Regions from separate parts of the Mus musculus genome. Here regions 1 and 2 are each linked to region 3. The links are chromatin contacts, called in public Hi-C and promoter capture Hi-C maps. All regions are on one chromosome and are shown on one strand. The core of a region is the stretch at or near the end of the contact, and the rest is flanking DNA. Distances in the headings are between cores, read along the strand shown.

Region 1 (4,591 bases), core at 2,070-4,569, 410 kb after region 3:
TCCTTGAAAAGCTCCATCCATGTGCACTGCAGCAGCGTGCACAAGAACCGGGTGTGAGGTTGACAGATAGCAGATCAAGAAAACGCGTGTCTACGCATGACAGAACATTATGTAGACATACAAAGGAAATACTGCTGCTTGTGAAAATATGGAAGACACCGTGCTGAGTGAAATACATTCACCACACAATGACAGTTCTGTACGATTCCACTTACACCAAGTATGTAAACAGTCAAATCCCTAGGGGCGGGAAGCAGAAGGGAGTTTCCAGCGTTAGGGGAGGAGATAGGCAGGTAGGTCATTGGTTATAGATAGAATTTTAATTCTCTGAGCTGAGTGAGCTCTAGATATCGAAACCACGTGCTCGATGCACTTGTGTGCAGTAGCACTGCACCACACACTAAATGTTTGGTTATGGAGAAAGCTGTCATGTTCCATGTTCTAACCACAGTAGTAAGAATAGTCAACAAAGCAGCTTCTTGCTAGTGTGCTGATGACAGCTGCAATCCCAGCACTTGGGAAGCTGAGAAAAGGGAACTGAAGCCCCCAGACCAACCCACAGCACTAAAACCTTTTCAGTATTTGCTGTTCTAAAATTTCATAAGGGTTGGGTGCAGCATGCGGAGCTAACTTGTTTGCATGGAATGTATGACTTCTTGGTTTGGTTTCTAGCACCACTAGAAAATGGTTGGAAGAAAGTGCAGAATTAAGTGGAAAGTGAGTTTATGTAGGAGGACAGATTGGCTCACTAGAAATATAAATGGGACAAGGTTGACCAGCAGGCCCTGTTTCATAAAATTTTATAGTATATGAGGTGCATTTTCATTCATTTTGTTTGACATTCATTATTCTCCTTACTGAGAACATCCACAACAACATTCTGTAACTCTATCTATCTATCTATCTATCTATCTATCTATCTATCTATCTATCTATCTATCTTTCTATCTATCTATTAACTATCTATCTATCTATCTATCTATCTATCTATCTATCTATCTATCTATCTATCATCTGCTATCATTTGTCTATTATTGTCTGTCTTAATCTGCCAGCTCCCAACAAAGACATAGAGACTTATTATTATTTATTATGGCTCAGGCTTTATCTTAGGCTACTTCCTGACTAGCTGGTATAACTTAATTAACCTCATCTACACTAGTCCACACTTGCCACATGGCCCGTTACTCTTCGCTATGCACTGGAACATCTGAGTGGAACTTCCTCCGATCCCCCAGCTCTGAATTCTTCCCACAGTTCCTGTCTTTGCCCAGAAGCCCTGATTTTCCTCCCCTACCTCAGCTATAGGCTGTCAGCTCGTTATTAAGCCAACCAGAATGTGACAGAGAAGAATGTTCACAACATACCCAGGCAGGCGATGAAAAATAACAATACCAAAGTCCGGCCTGTACTCAACTCTCTGCTGGTACAAAAATCAACATTAGAATAAAACAAAGACAACCTTTACACAGTGCACAAAAAGATTATCCCAACAGTCTGTGAGTTTTATAAGCTCTGTCATGGGCTGGTGACACAGCAAAGACACATGTCACCAAACCTGATGACCTGAGTTCATCCCCCGGGACCCACATGGTAAAAGAGAGCACCAATTCCAGCAAGTTGTCCCCTGATCTTCCTAAGGCCACTGTGACACCCAGTCCTCCTATAAATAAATAGAAAATTTAAAAATTCTTAAAAGACCCATCCCCAAAGCTATTTCATCCTGAATTTTTCTTTTCTATTCTACTTACTAAATATTCTGTGTTTTTAAAAACTCTTCTCTGATGTTTCATGGCTGTATTTTTTGCTTTATATTCTGGGGGAGGGGCACAGACTAGACTAGTTTTATGTCTTCCTTAGGCTTTAAAATTTCTAGCAACTACATGCTTAATTTCCAAAAATTAAATTAAAGTTCTAAAATTCCTTAAAGTTTCTAAACCTTTTCTCTTTCTGATATGGGTGGATGTTTGCCTGCATGCATGTCAGTGCACTGGGTAAATGCAGAACCTGGAGAGGACAGAAGAGGGCGTTGCACCCCCTGGGACTGGAGTTCCAGGCAGTTGTGAGCTGACATGTGGGTGCTGGGAGTCAAATCCTCGATCCTCTGGAAGAGAGGTGGAGCCATCTCTCCAGCCTCTCCACGGATTCTTTCTCTGGATTTTTGTTCTAATGTATGTGGAAGGTCAGGGCGAGGCCCAGGGTTACTTCAGTCTAGTTTTGTGGACAGAAATACCTTCATAACTTTCTCTATATGCATCTGTTGAATATTTTTAATGCTTATTTTTATATTTATTTACTTAAGGTTGACCTTAACCCAAGATATCCATCCACCTGCCCCTGCCTCCTGAGTGCTGAGATTAAAGCTGTCTGCTCCACTTATTTATTTATTTATTTATTTATTTATCTATTTATTTATTTATTTATTTCTGATTCTATGGAAGACCTCGTTTGTCTCTGGATTGGACTGTTTATCTTGGATTCTCTCCTTTGCTTGCTTTCTTTTCTGAGATCTCATTGTGATCATATGTAAGAGCAGAACTGATCCTGACAGCTTTTAGGAGTTTCTGACTATTGTATTTACAGGTTTGTTTACTCGCAGGCAGTGGGAGAACTATCCATAGGAACTGCCTACACACAGGAAGCGTCATCATGATCATGCCAATGACCCAGGTAAACCTCCAAGTTTCAGTGGCTTTTAAAATACACGTGCTTTTCTCTCTTCCACATCAGAGTCTAATGTAAGTGTTCCCACTCGGCAGGTGCTTTCTGACATTCAGAGACCCAGGCTTCTCCCACTGGCACCACTAGCATCTCCGTGGGCCTTGGTGCCTTCTACTTCTGGCTTGTCAAAAAGTAAACTGAGTGTTAAAAGAATCCTTGCTTCCTTCTTTGCTCCCTCCTTCCCTCTCTCCCTCCTCCTCCTCCCCTCCCTCCCCTCCCTTTCTACCTCCCCTCCCCTCCCATCCTCCCTCCCTCCCTCCCTCCCTCCCTCCCTCCCTCCCTCCCTCCCTCCCTCCCTCCCTCCCTTCCTCCCTCCCTCCCTCCTTCTCTCCCTCCCTCCCTTCCTTTTCTTATATCGGGGACTGAACATAGTACTGTACAGGCTATGGGTTCTAGCCCAGAATTACTTCACTGGCTCCACCCTTGCTTTCTCAATAAATGTCACACATCACACATCACGTCTACTAGCATTCCATGTAGTAAGATGTTACCCGTGTCTGTGACCAAGGCCACGGAATGAAGGTCCTCTCCTGGTCTGTCTCAGGGCTAAAGAATGAGGAATACAGGCCCTCGGGGGAGCGCTAGGCTCTGCATTCACAGAGTCTCACTCATTGGTTGTCTGTGCTGTGGAATCCCGGAGCAGTTAGCTTAGTGGTGGTGGTGGCAGGGATATCAGTGCAGGGATAGCGTTAGGAGTCCGGAATGCAAGGACAGGGAGAGATTTACCTGAGACACCTGCTCTCGGTACTTCTAAGTTTTCATTGAGGATAGTCAGTTTCTCTTCACCTCTCCATCCTTTACCCCCCTTTCCTCTTTCCGTTTTCTTCTCGCCTCAGCCTTTCCAGGAGCTGGGATGATGGGAGGACACTGGCCAGAGCCGGCTCAGCTACTTAAAAAGTTACTGTTGTGAATGCGTTGGCTAGTCCTTGGCTTAGCTCTCCCTGTTCCTGAAAACGCCTCAGCTAAGTTGGGCTTTGCCACTCTGGTCCTCATTTGAACAAAACAGTTGGCAAACAGCTCCCTGTTGTTGCAATTATTTTAGGAATCTAGAGAAGATGTGGCGTGATCTTTGTCACTCGGTGATATGTTGAAAAACAATTCATTGCTTATAAAAACCTCGGCTGTGTCCAGGAGGTGGTGCATTGCTTTCTTTTATGAAAACGAGATTTAGAAAACTGACTTTAGAATCGTGTGGCAGAACAGTGTTTTGCTTAACAGCAGACAGACCTCACACACTAAATACGGCTAAATGCAGCAGCCTGGACCTGTTGCCGACTATAGTGTAGGTTTTTGTGAGAACACTTTGATGTTTTATGGAAACTTTCCATTTCATTAAGTGACTCATGACTGCATTTTCCCTCTCTTCTGTATTCTCATGTCCTGGCTCTACTCAAACTAAAAATTGTGAAAATGTTTCTAGGGTAATATGAATAAGAATTAGATTAGAACTTCGCTCCCAAACTCCATTTCTATAAAATTCTTAAGTGAGGACGGGCTAGTGGAGTTTTCTACAGGTGAAGGGTCAAGGAATGTATGTTGTGGTTACTTGGGGTTCTTTTCTTTTCTTTTTTTTTCATTCATTAATTAGTTAATTCAGTTTACACCCTGATTGCAACCCCTTCCTCCTCCCCTCCCAGTCCCCCCACCCAACACCAACCCAACCTGGCACATCAAGTGGCATCAGGAGTAAGCACACCCCCCCTCCCCCTCGAGGCCTGACAAAGCAGCCTAGCTAGGGAAAAGGGATCCAAAGGCAGGCAAAACAGCCTAAGTCCGAGACAGTGTCCTTTCTGGTTGTTAGGGACCCACACAAAGATTAAGCCACACATCTGCTCCATATATGTAGGGAACCTAGGTCAATCCCGTGCAT
Region 2 (4,421 bases), core at 4-2,503, 500 kb before region 3:
TACATCCATTCTACCTGGGAGTGGGGCCTAAAAGATGTGGTACTCAAAGAAGGAAGAGTCCATCATGTGCGGATGGATAGCAGGAGTCCAATCCAGCAATACCTAGATACAATCCCTGACTGAGAAAAGCAGACATGGTTTTCTTGTGGACACATGGACACGGAAGGGTGCTATGCAGCCATGATGGAGCCTTAGGCTGGCAGACACTGGGCATCTTTCTTTCTTATAGTTCCTTCCCCAGCACCCCCACCCCACCCCAGTCTTGTCAAAAATTCTACAGTGACTTCAAATTCCATGGTTTCCAATGTACCTCGTAACAGACACACCAACAGAGTTGGCTACTTAGTACTCTCTCATTGATGGAGGGTTATGGAAGGGAGGGCCATGGTGTAATGGCTTCATGGGGGAAACCCAAGGAGTCTGACTCCACTCTTAGCTCATGTCATCATGCCTCAATAGATGCTCACATCCTCCCACTGCTTCCTTCAATGCCACCTCCTCATCTTCAAGACCTGCAAGCACCTGAAGGCTTTGCCACTACAGCGTCTGAGGTCTGGCCTCTGGCAGGGCCATGGTCAAGGGAGAGGTATCCTCACTTCAGGATGTAGGATGTGCACACGTGCCTAGCCAAGGCCACATAGGTATTGCTGGGATTCACATGAACCTGTTTCTCATATCCAGAGCTTCTATGCCAAGGATCAGAGTCTGGCCTGCCTTCAGGCAAGAACACGGGCCTCTTAGGCCAAGGGAGATTTCCAGGGACCTTCAACACCTCTTCCTAGCAGAGCTGCCCACGCCCAGGACTTAGATACCCAGCATCCTGGAATGCCGAAAGGCCTATCCAGGGATGTGGGGACCTATCTCTATGAGACTGAGCGAGGCAGACAGAGAATGCTGTCTGTTGCAGGATGTAGTTTCTCTGGCCAGCAGATAATGATCAATATCCCATTTCTTGGATTTGGAGATGCCCACATGCCAATACTACCTTTGGGACACCGGAGAGCCCATCCTGTGACAGAACTGCCCACCACAGGACAGGGTGGGCTGCCCCTTGGAATGCCACCCTTCTATAAGCTGAGACAGCAGTTACCACCAGGCCCTGGGTCTGCCCCACATCCCTGGCCTAGTCGGCAACTCCTACCTTTGCTGAGCAGCTCCCAGCGCCTATGTGATAGCTCTTCTCAGCTGATGCCTCTCCAAGGCTGCTGAAGCCTGAACCACTGCAGTGAGCGGAGAGAGGCAGCCAGCAGAGCAGGATGCTCTGAGAGCTTCTGGGTCCTAGTGGCCTCCTGCTATCTGCCAGCCCCTTTGAGCCACTTCTGGAGCATACAGCTGGGCCTTGGGGTTCCCAGACAATAGTGTCCAGAAAGCCCAGTTCCTCATACTTCTTTCAGGATTCTGGCTGTATCTCAAAGCTTCCAGGAGCCAGCTGACAGCAAGGAGGCAGGGGAAACCCTCCCAGTTAGCCTGGTTAAAGAAAAAGCCCTGGGCACTTAATAGCTGAGTTACCTTGGGCAAGTCATTTCCATTTGACCTTTGTTTCTTATATGTTCAATGGGATTACAGGGTAGATGACCCCCACCAAGATTTCTAGCAGCTTTATTGTTTATTGCCTGGTTCTGTATGATACCAGAACCAAGGTACTTCTGTAGTAGTCAGGTCAGTGCACAGCCAGAACTTCCAAGATTAGACCTGGGAAAAGCTGAGGTTCCAGAAGCCGATCCATGATTTGGCCCCCTTAAGAAAGCAACACATTTGTATAGCAGTCAGCTTAATGGGTAGCAGTGGGATCTGAAGAGGAGTCAAAGGCCCTGTCTTGACCTGGCACTTGTTGCTGCCCAAAGTGCATCACTATTATTTGCTTAAACTGTATGTTTATTTGGAATGAAGCTCTGGGGACTTATGGAGACAGGGGTATCTAATATCCCTGAACGACCTTCCACACAGCCACACCTCTGCTCCCTGAAATCAGAGTAGAAGCCAGATTCTCTGGAAGGCTCAGGTTGGCCTGCATTTGTAGGGCTAGACAGAGCTGGGAACATCACTCCGAATGTCACCACCATATGACAAACCTTTAGAAGGGAGAGAAGGGGTCTGGCCTCCTGCTGGCTATGAAAAGCGTTGTCAGTTACTGATACCAAGGATAGGATCCTAAAACAGCAGCTTAAAAATTTCCACACACCACGAACTCTATTTTCTCTCTTTTAAGTTTGTTTTATGTGTATGGGTGTTTTGCCTGCATGTATGTATGTGTATTGCCTGTGTGCTGGCCACAGAGGTCAGAAGAGGATGTTAGGTCCCTGAAACTGGAGTTATGGATGGAAGTGAGTTACCATATGGGTGCTGGGAACCAAACCTGAGTCCTCTGCAAGAAACACAAATGCTGAGCTGACTCTCCAGCTCCAAGGTAGCCATATCCCTCCCTCCCTCCCTCCCTCCCTCCCTCCCTCCCTCCCTCCCTCCCTCCCTCCCTCTCTCCCTCCCTCCCTCCCTCCCCTTCTCCCTCCCTCCCTTCCTTCTTTCCTTCTTCCTTTTTTTAAGGTTTTTCAAGACAGGGTTTCTCTTTGTAACCATGGCTGTATCCATGATCTCATTCTGTAGGCCAGGCTAGCCTCCAACTTACAGAGATCTGCCTGCCTCTCTCTCAAGTGCTGGAATTAAAGGCATGAGCTACTACTACCTTGCTGGTACCTGTATTCTTGAGGTCAAGACATTGCTCAAAGTCCATAGCCCCACATAGCAGAGCCATGAGCCTGAACTGAGAATGTGGATCAGATCCGGAGCTGACACCACGCCTTGTGGGGGACTGACCTGCATAGCCAACAACTCCTTCTGGCTCCAAAAGGGAATTCTAGAATTGTTTACTAGATCCAGACAAAGAGCCATAAAACCAGTGACTTGCCCAGAGAACTCAGAATAGGCTGGCTTCTTTAGGCCCCAAGCCAACAACCATGAGAACTGATTAGCCTACAGCTGGTGACTGACTCCAGCAGTCACCATCTCTGAATTCTTAATGAGCGGCAGACATGACATACATCTTCCATCCTCACATCAGCGTTTAAAGCATCATCTCTAGGGAAAAGAGGGCACAAGGTGACGTGACCTTCTCCAGATCAAATACAGCCAGAGCCAATATGAAAACCTCATTCAGTTTGAATATAAGGTGTTTTGAATATAGGATCTTTCCTGGTCCCATGCCTTTCTGGGGCCCTGATGTGGCACTCAGGACAATAGCACAGATTGATATAGGACATAGAACCCCTTCCAGGGATTCAGAGAGAGAGAGAGCAGACACCATTGTTCTAACAAAACTACAGACAGAAAGCACTAGACTGGGTTCAGCTTTGGGTGTGCTCGCCGGTCGAAAGGAAGACTCAGCTTCTGAGGTCGATGTGCATTAGTTTTTCCATATATGCAAAAGTCAAAATTCCTCACTCCCCAGCGTGATACAAAGTCTCTAGAACAGATAGAGCCTGCTTCCTAGGGAGCTAGGACAGCTATCATAGCTGGCCAATAAGCTGGAGTGGGGCCAAAGGCAAGGTCATGAGCCCTCTACTAAAAAACTATTGGGAAAAGGGTATGAGGGAGATTGCGGGTTCTAGCTCATCTTCTCAGGTTCTGGAAGCTGTCTTGGCTCAGGGAAGAGAGAAAGGGACCTGTGGGCAGGGGAGGGGGCTGTGTGCTTAAGGCTAGAACAGTGCTGGTGACAGCAAAGGGGCTGCTATTGCTTCTGTTCAGCGCGAATTCAGAGTAGCTGTCAATATTACACCCCAACTATAATCCATGTGCTTATATAGGGTGTTGTTTGTTTGTTTATATGAGTAATATAAGGTGTAGCTAGCTGTCTTCATACATACCAGAAGAGGGCATCAGATCCCATTACAGATGGTTGTGAGCCACCATGTGGCTGCCAAGAATTGAACTCAGGACCTCTGAAAGAGCAGTCAGTGCTCTTAACTGCTGTGCCATCTCACCAGCCCTGTTTGTTTGTTATTTTGTGAGGTTTTTGTTTTTGTTTTTGTTTTTTGAGAAAATATTCGCAGTGTGTGTGTGATCTTCCTGCCTCAGCCTTCTAGATGTTGAGGTTACGGGTCAGAGCCACCGCAGCCAGATCAATTCCTCCAGCACAATGGGGGATGTGAGAAAACCAAGGAAGAGACGCTGGATGTGACCTCTCAGATCCCACCAACAACCCTTGGTCCAGTGTTAACAGGATGGGGGGAGGAGGACACCCCCCCCCAGCACCATGCCTCTCCTTGGTCCAGTGTGCCACAGAACTGGGGAAAGATCCCCTTTCTCAAAGGGCTATGTCTCTCTTTAGGGTCAGGTGGAGTGCTGAGAACAGGTTGCTCTGCCCTAAACTCCTCAAGAGCCCCACCCCATCTTTGCCCACCCCCCCCCCATAGGCTTTTTCCATCCCA
Region 3 (4,323 bases), core at 1,705-4,204:
ATCCTAATGTTTCAAAGATGACAAAGGACAGGATAATCAACTTGGCTATGATTGGATGAATAGTGTGGCAGCTAATACTGTCTACTTGACAAACAGTCCTTGGGCATATCTCAAAATTAGATTAACAGTGTACTGGCTGGTTTTGTGTGTCAACTTGACACAGGCTGGAGTTATTACAAAGAAAGGAGCTTCAGTTGGGGAAATGCCTCCATGAGATCCAACTGTAAGGCATTTTCTCAATTAGTGATCAAGGGGGAAGGGCCCCTTGTGGGTGGTACCATCTCTGGGCTGGTAGTTTTGGTTCTGTAAGAAAGCAGGCTGAGCAAGCCAGTAAAGAACATCACTCCATGGCCTTGCATCAGCTCCTGCTTCCTGACCTGCTTGAGTTCCAGTCCCGACTTCCTTTAGTGATGAACAGCAATGTGGAAGTGTAAACTGAATAAACCCTTTCCTCCCCAACTTGCTTCTTGGTCATGATGTTTGTGCAGGAATAGAAACCCTGACTAAGACACAGAGGTAGGAAGGCCCACCTTAACTGTGGGCAGCCTCACCCCATGGACTGGTGTACTGGACTGGCTACAAGGGAGAGAGCAAGTGGAGCACTAGCATTCCTTTGTCACTCTACTTTCGGATCAAGAACCTAATGTGACTAGCTGTGTCACATTCCTGCTTCATGACTTCCAGTCTTCCCCTGAACTCTGAACTCAAATAAGCCCCTCTCCCCTAAGATGCTTGTGTCAGAGCTTCTGATCACAGCAACAGGAAAATAACCAATAAAGATGGATAAAGGAGTTTGGTGGCCCCAAATCCCTATATCCAAGGATAACCTTAACTTCATAATCTCTCCTCCTTATCCATGCTCATGTGTAAGCATCCATAATTAAACCTATTGAGTCACACAAATAAAATGTGACTGTACAAGAACTGATGTGGAAAGTGGGTCAGGAGGAGGGGGAAGGGGACAAAAGAGGGTTATAATAAGTGGGTTTGATCAAAATACATTATAAACATGAAAATACGATGAAACCATTATCTATAATTAATGCATGCTATTAAAAAGAAGAGTGGAGACTCAGCTAATATAAGTTTAATTAGGGTTGGTTACGTGAGCAAAGGTGAAAGGTTATTTACAGTATAGATTGGCAACTTAATTAGTTGCTATACCATTGAAGAAAATACCTCCTCTCCTCAAGCAATCATTAACTGCCCATAGCCCTGTTCCATGTTCACATGTCATGTTCACAACGTCAAGACAGATACTGCCTTGTAACAGTTCTTAGCTACTAGTGAGTTCATGTCGTGCCAGGGAGACAAGAGTCCACAACACGCCTACCTTTCTACCCTTCCTCTGGCTCTCAGATTCTACCATTACCACCCCCACCCCCCAACCCACCAAATGATGTTCTTTGAGTTTTGGAAGGAGCAAGTTAGATGTTTCATTTAGGGCTGAGCATTCAAGCCACTTATTCTCAGCACTTTGAGCAGTTATGAGTCTCTGTATTAAGCACTACTACTGCAAAATGAAGCTTCTTTGCCCAAAGCTGAAGGCAGTACTAATGTTTGGGTAAACATAAATATTTGGAAGGCTGCTTGATATGTATGATACATTTAGTCAGCAAAAGAACAGTAGCTTCCCCCCTAGGGCATTGACCTCCCAGACGCAGATTTGATCAGGTCTACTGTGCCGGACATGAATCCCCTCCTATGGAGTGGGCCTCAAATCAAGCTGGAAAGAAGATGGCTACCCACTTAACAGTTTGCCACTATTGCAAATGTGGGTACATCTTGCCTGGGAGGGCAGCCGGGTAACATACAAGGTCACAGCAGGGCAAGACTGCTGGTGACTTCTTCCATAAGGCATCCTTATGTTATGAAAGCTAACCTTCCAGAGTAAGCATTCAGTCCAGTTCCATCTTGACTTCTGTACACACATGGTTGCTACAGCAGTAGGATCTTATCATCTACATCTGAAAGGCTACCAGCCACAGTAGCAATGGGGCTGGAGAAGTGGCTTAGCTGTTAAAAGAACTCAAGTTCGGTTTCCAGCAACCGAGTTTTGTGGCTCAAGATCACCGATAACTCTGCATCTCAGGTACCTGATGCTCTGCTGGCAACTGCAGCTCTGACCTCTGCTGGCAACTGCATTCATATGCAGAAACACAATCAGAATTAAAAAGAAAATACGTGTTGGTGCCACAATTATCTGGGACTTCCTATCTAGGGGGATCCAACCCCCTCTTCTGACCCCTGTATGTACTAGACACGCACGTGGAACACATACTATATGAAGCAAAGCACTCATACATATGAAATAAATCTAAAACGACTACAAATCTTAAAAAGTTGTAAATGATGTATGTATACCCAAGAATACCAAATTAAATACTAACAGTGTCTCATTGCCAGTTAGTTTTTGTATTCATTTCTGGGGTGGGGTTCCTCTTTGGACACTTTGGAAACTGCAAAGCCAGAAGTTGAAGATAAACACAAAACAAACCTTACGTCCAAACTCCCATTTGCCTCCCTCACTATATATAGTACTAGTTAACCATTATCTTCCACTTAGAAAGTTATGTTCGAAGTAGATCTCTCTCTCTATCTCTCTCTCTCTCCTTCTCTCCCTCCCTCCCCCCTCTTTCTTTCTCTCTCTCTCTCTCTCTCTCTCTCTCTCTTTTTCTTTCTTTCTTTCTTTCTTTCTTTCTTTCTTTCTTTCTTTCTTTCTTTCTTTCTTTCTTTCTTTCTTTCTTTCTTTCTTTCTTTCTTTTCTTTCCTTATTTACTTATTACTTATTTACTTATTTAGACGTACTTGGCTCCTTTAGCCACGACCGTCTGAACTGAACTGGTGGTTGGGTAATTGAAAAGCCCTTACTTCAGAGCAGAGGAGCGCGGCCTGGTCCCGCCCCCGCCTCCGCCCCCGCGGCGCAGCCAATCAGCAACGCGCGCGGGAAGGCCGCACAGCTGCGGGCCGAGCGAGTCGATGAGTCCGCTCGGGACTCCAGTCCGAGTGCACCGTGTTTGAGGTAGGCGGCTCGGCGTCTTCCGCGGCCGGGCTGGCCCGGGTCCCTCTGAAAGAGCAGGCAGGACCCTCGACGTGAGTGGGCGCTCTTCGGTGTGTCGGGGCGGCCCGCGGGTCTGCGTGGGAGGCGGCGCGGCAGCGTGAGAGGTGCCGGGGCCTGGGCCCGTGGCGATTCCCTGTTCCGTCTTACGCGGGTAGACAGCGCCCGCCAGTCATTCCCCTTGTCTCGGCTAACCCTGCGAATATACCGAGCGGCCCACCCTGGGGCAAGAGCATCCTTGCTTGTGTTATCTGAAACCTTGGCAGAATCTGCAACAAATACTGACGGCCAAAAAATTATATATATATATTGGATTTGTTGGAGTAATGGTATGAAACTCCAAATTTAATTTGAGTATATTAAGTTAGTTGATGCTGTAAGTCTGTGGGTTTATAATTAGGTGCAAAACGTCAGGTTTTCTCCATGATACTGATTATAAAAGTGCTCTTCTCAGCGTTGTCTGGGCACATATTGGAAATGAAAATTGTCTGGTGGGCGGTGGGCACCCTTTAATCCCAGCACTCCGGAGGCAAAGGCAGGCGGATCTCTGAGTTCGAGGCCTGCCTGGTCTACAGCGTTTCCAGGATACACCGAGAAACCTCGTTTCGAAAAACAAACAAACAAACAAACAGAAAAAAACAACCTCAATTGCCAGGAAAGGACAAGAACACGCGTGAGCTAAATAGCGACTTCCCGCTTCTAAGATAACCGAGAATTTGACTTCCCTTAACCCGGTTAGTCCTGCTTGGCTGGTTGGTTAGACCTCTGATTCTTTGAAATCAGTGACTTTCTTGAGGGTTTCCATTTCGTGGCTGTCAATCAGCCTGCACATCTTAAGAGCTAAGCCAGAGGCCGCCCCTGTGAGAAGCCCCTTTTCTGGTTTTCCCACCTGTGTGATAAGACCCAGCAGAGTTTCCTCACCCGCTTTTGAACCCTAACCTCCAAGGAACCTCTCAGAGCTCAGAGGCCATGGGCATGTTACCCGTTTTTTCTGGGATTGAGACAGTGGTGCCCTTTCCAAGAGTTTTTGTAAGGATTAAAGGAGCATATGTTTCAGTAACAAAATGTCCTCTATTATTGTATGAGTATGTTTTTTTATATACTATTATTGTGCGCACTGGAGTACATGTGTTGTAGTTGAGGCAATGAGAAAATGATACAAACTAACTGGTGTCCACCGACAAGTCATAGAGTAACGCAGGTTTTTTTCATAAACTGAGGCAACATAGGAAGATTTTTGTGATGTTTTTGTTTTTCCGAGTCAG

What was found. Promoter capture Hi-C pulls out the DNA fragments that hold promoters and counts their contacts. A called contact is a pair of places that touch in the nucleus more often than the background predicts.
Region 1: a Hi-C map of adipose-derived mesenchymal stem cells shows a contact between it and region 3, with 3 times the contacts expected there. The contact joins the enhancer-like site here to the promoter of Clcc1 in region 3. A contact is called at or near these places in 2 of 39 promoter capture datasets (the C10 cell line and hippocampal neurons), 6 of 484 Hi-C or Micro-C datasets (B cells, the Ba/F3 cell line, the G1E-ER4 cell line and 2 more) and 1 of 9 other capture datasets (macrophages).
Region 2: a contact with region 3 is called in a promoter capture Hi-C map of stem cell-derived epiblast-like cells, with 2.8 times the contacts expected there. The contact joins the promoter of Gpr61 here to the promoter of Clcc1 in region 3. A contact is called at or near these places in 3 of 39 promoter capture datasets (liver and stem cell-derived epiblast-like cells), 1 of 484 Hi-C or Micro-C datasets (regulatory T cells) and 1 of 115 datasets of contacts at active chromatin or transcription factors (memory CD8 T cells).

What each region holds. Positions count from the first base shown.
Region 1 is chr3:109,056,127-109,060,717 of GRCm38.p6, forward strand. It overlaps Gm36778 (a long non-coding RNA gene), which reads left to right. Exons shown (of 4, transcript XR_375965.2): 2 at 2,600-2,670. Among named protein-coding and RNA genes, the nearest start is that of Gm36778, 2.7 kb to the left of the region's middle. Within about 2 kb of position 3,320, at least 37 of the 459 cell types and tissues checked have an H3K27ac peak or open chromatin away from gene starts, as enhancers often do. A contact at or near this core is called in adipose-derived mesenchymal stem cells, where this site is marked.
Region 2 is chr3:108,153,679-108,158,099 of GRCm38.p6, forward strand. It overlaps Gpr61 (G protein-coupled receptor 61), which reads right to left and starts at 1,254. Exons shown (of 3, transcript NM_001305461.1): 1 at 1,142-1,254.
Region 3 is chr3:108,650,959-108,655,281 of GRCm38.p6, forward strand. Clcc1 (chloride channel CLIC-like 1) reads left to right here and starts at 2,955. Exons shown (of 12, transcript NM_145543.2): 1 at 2,955-3,022.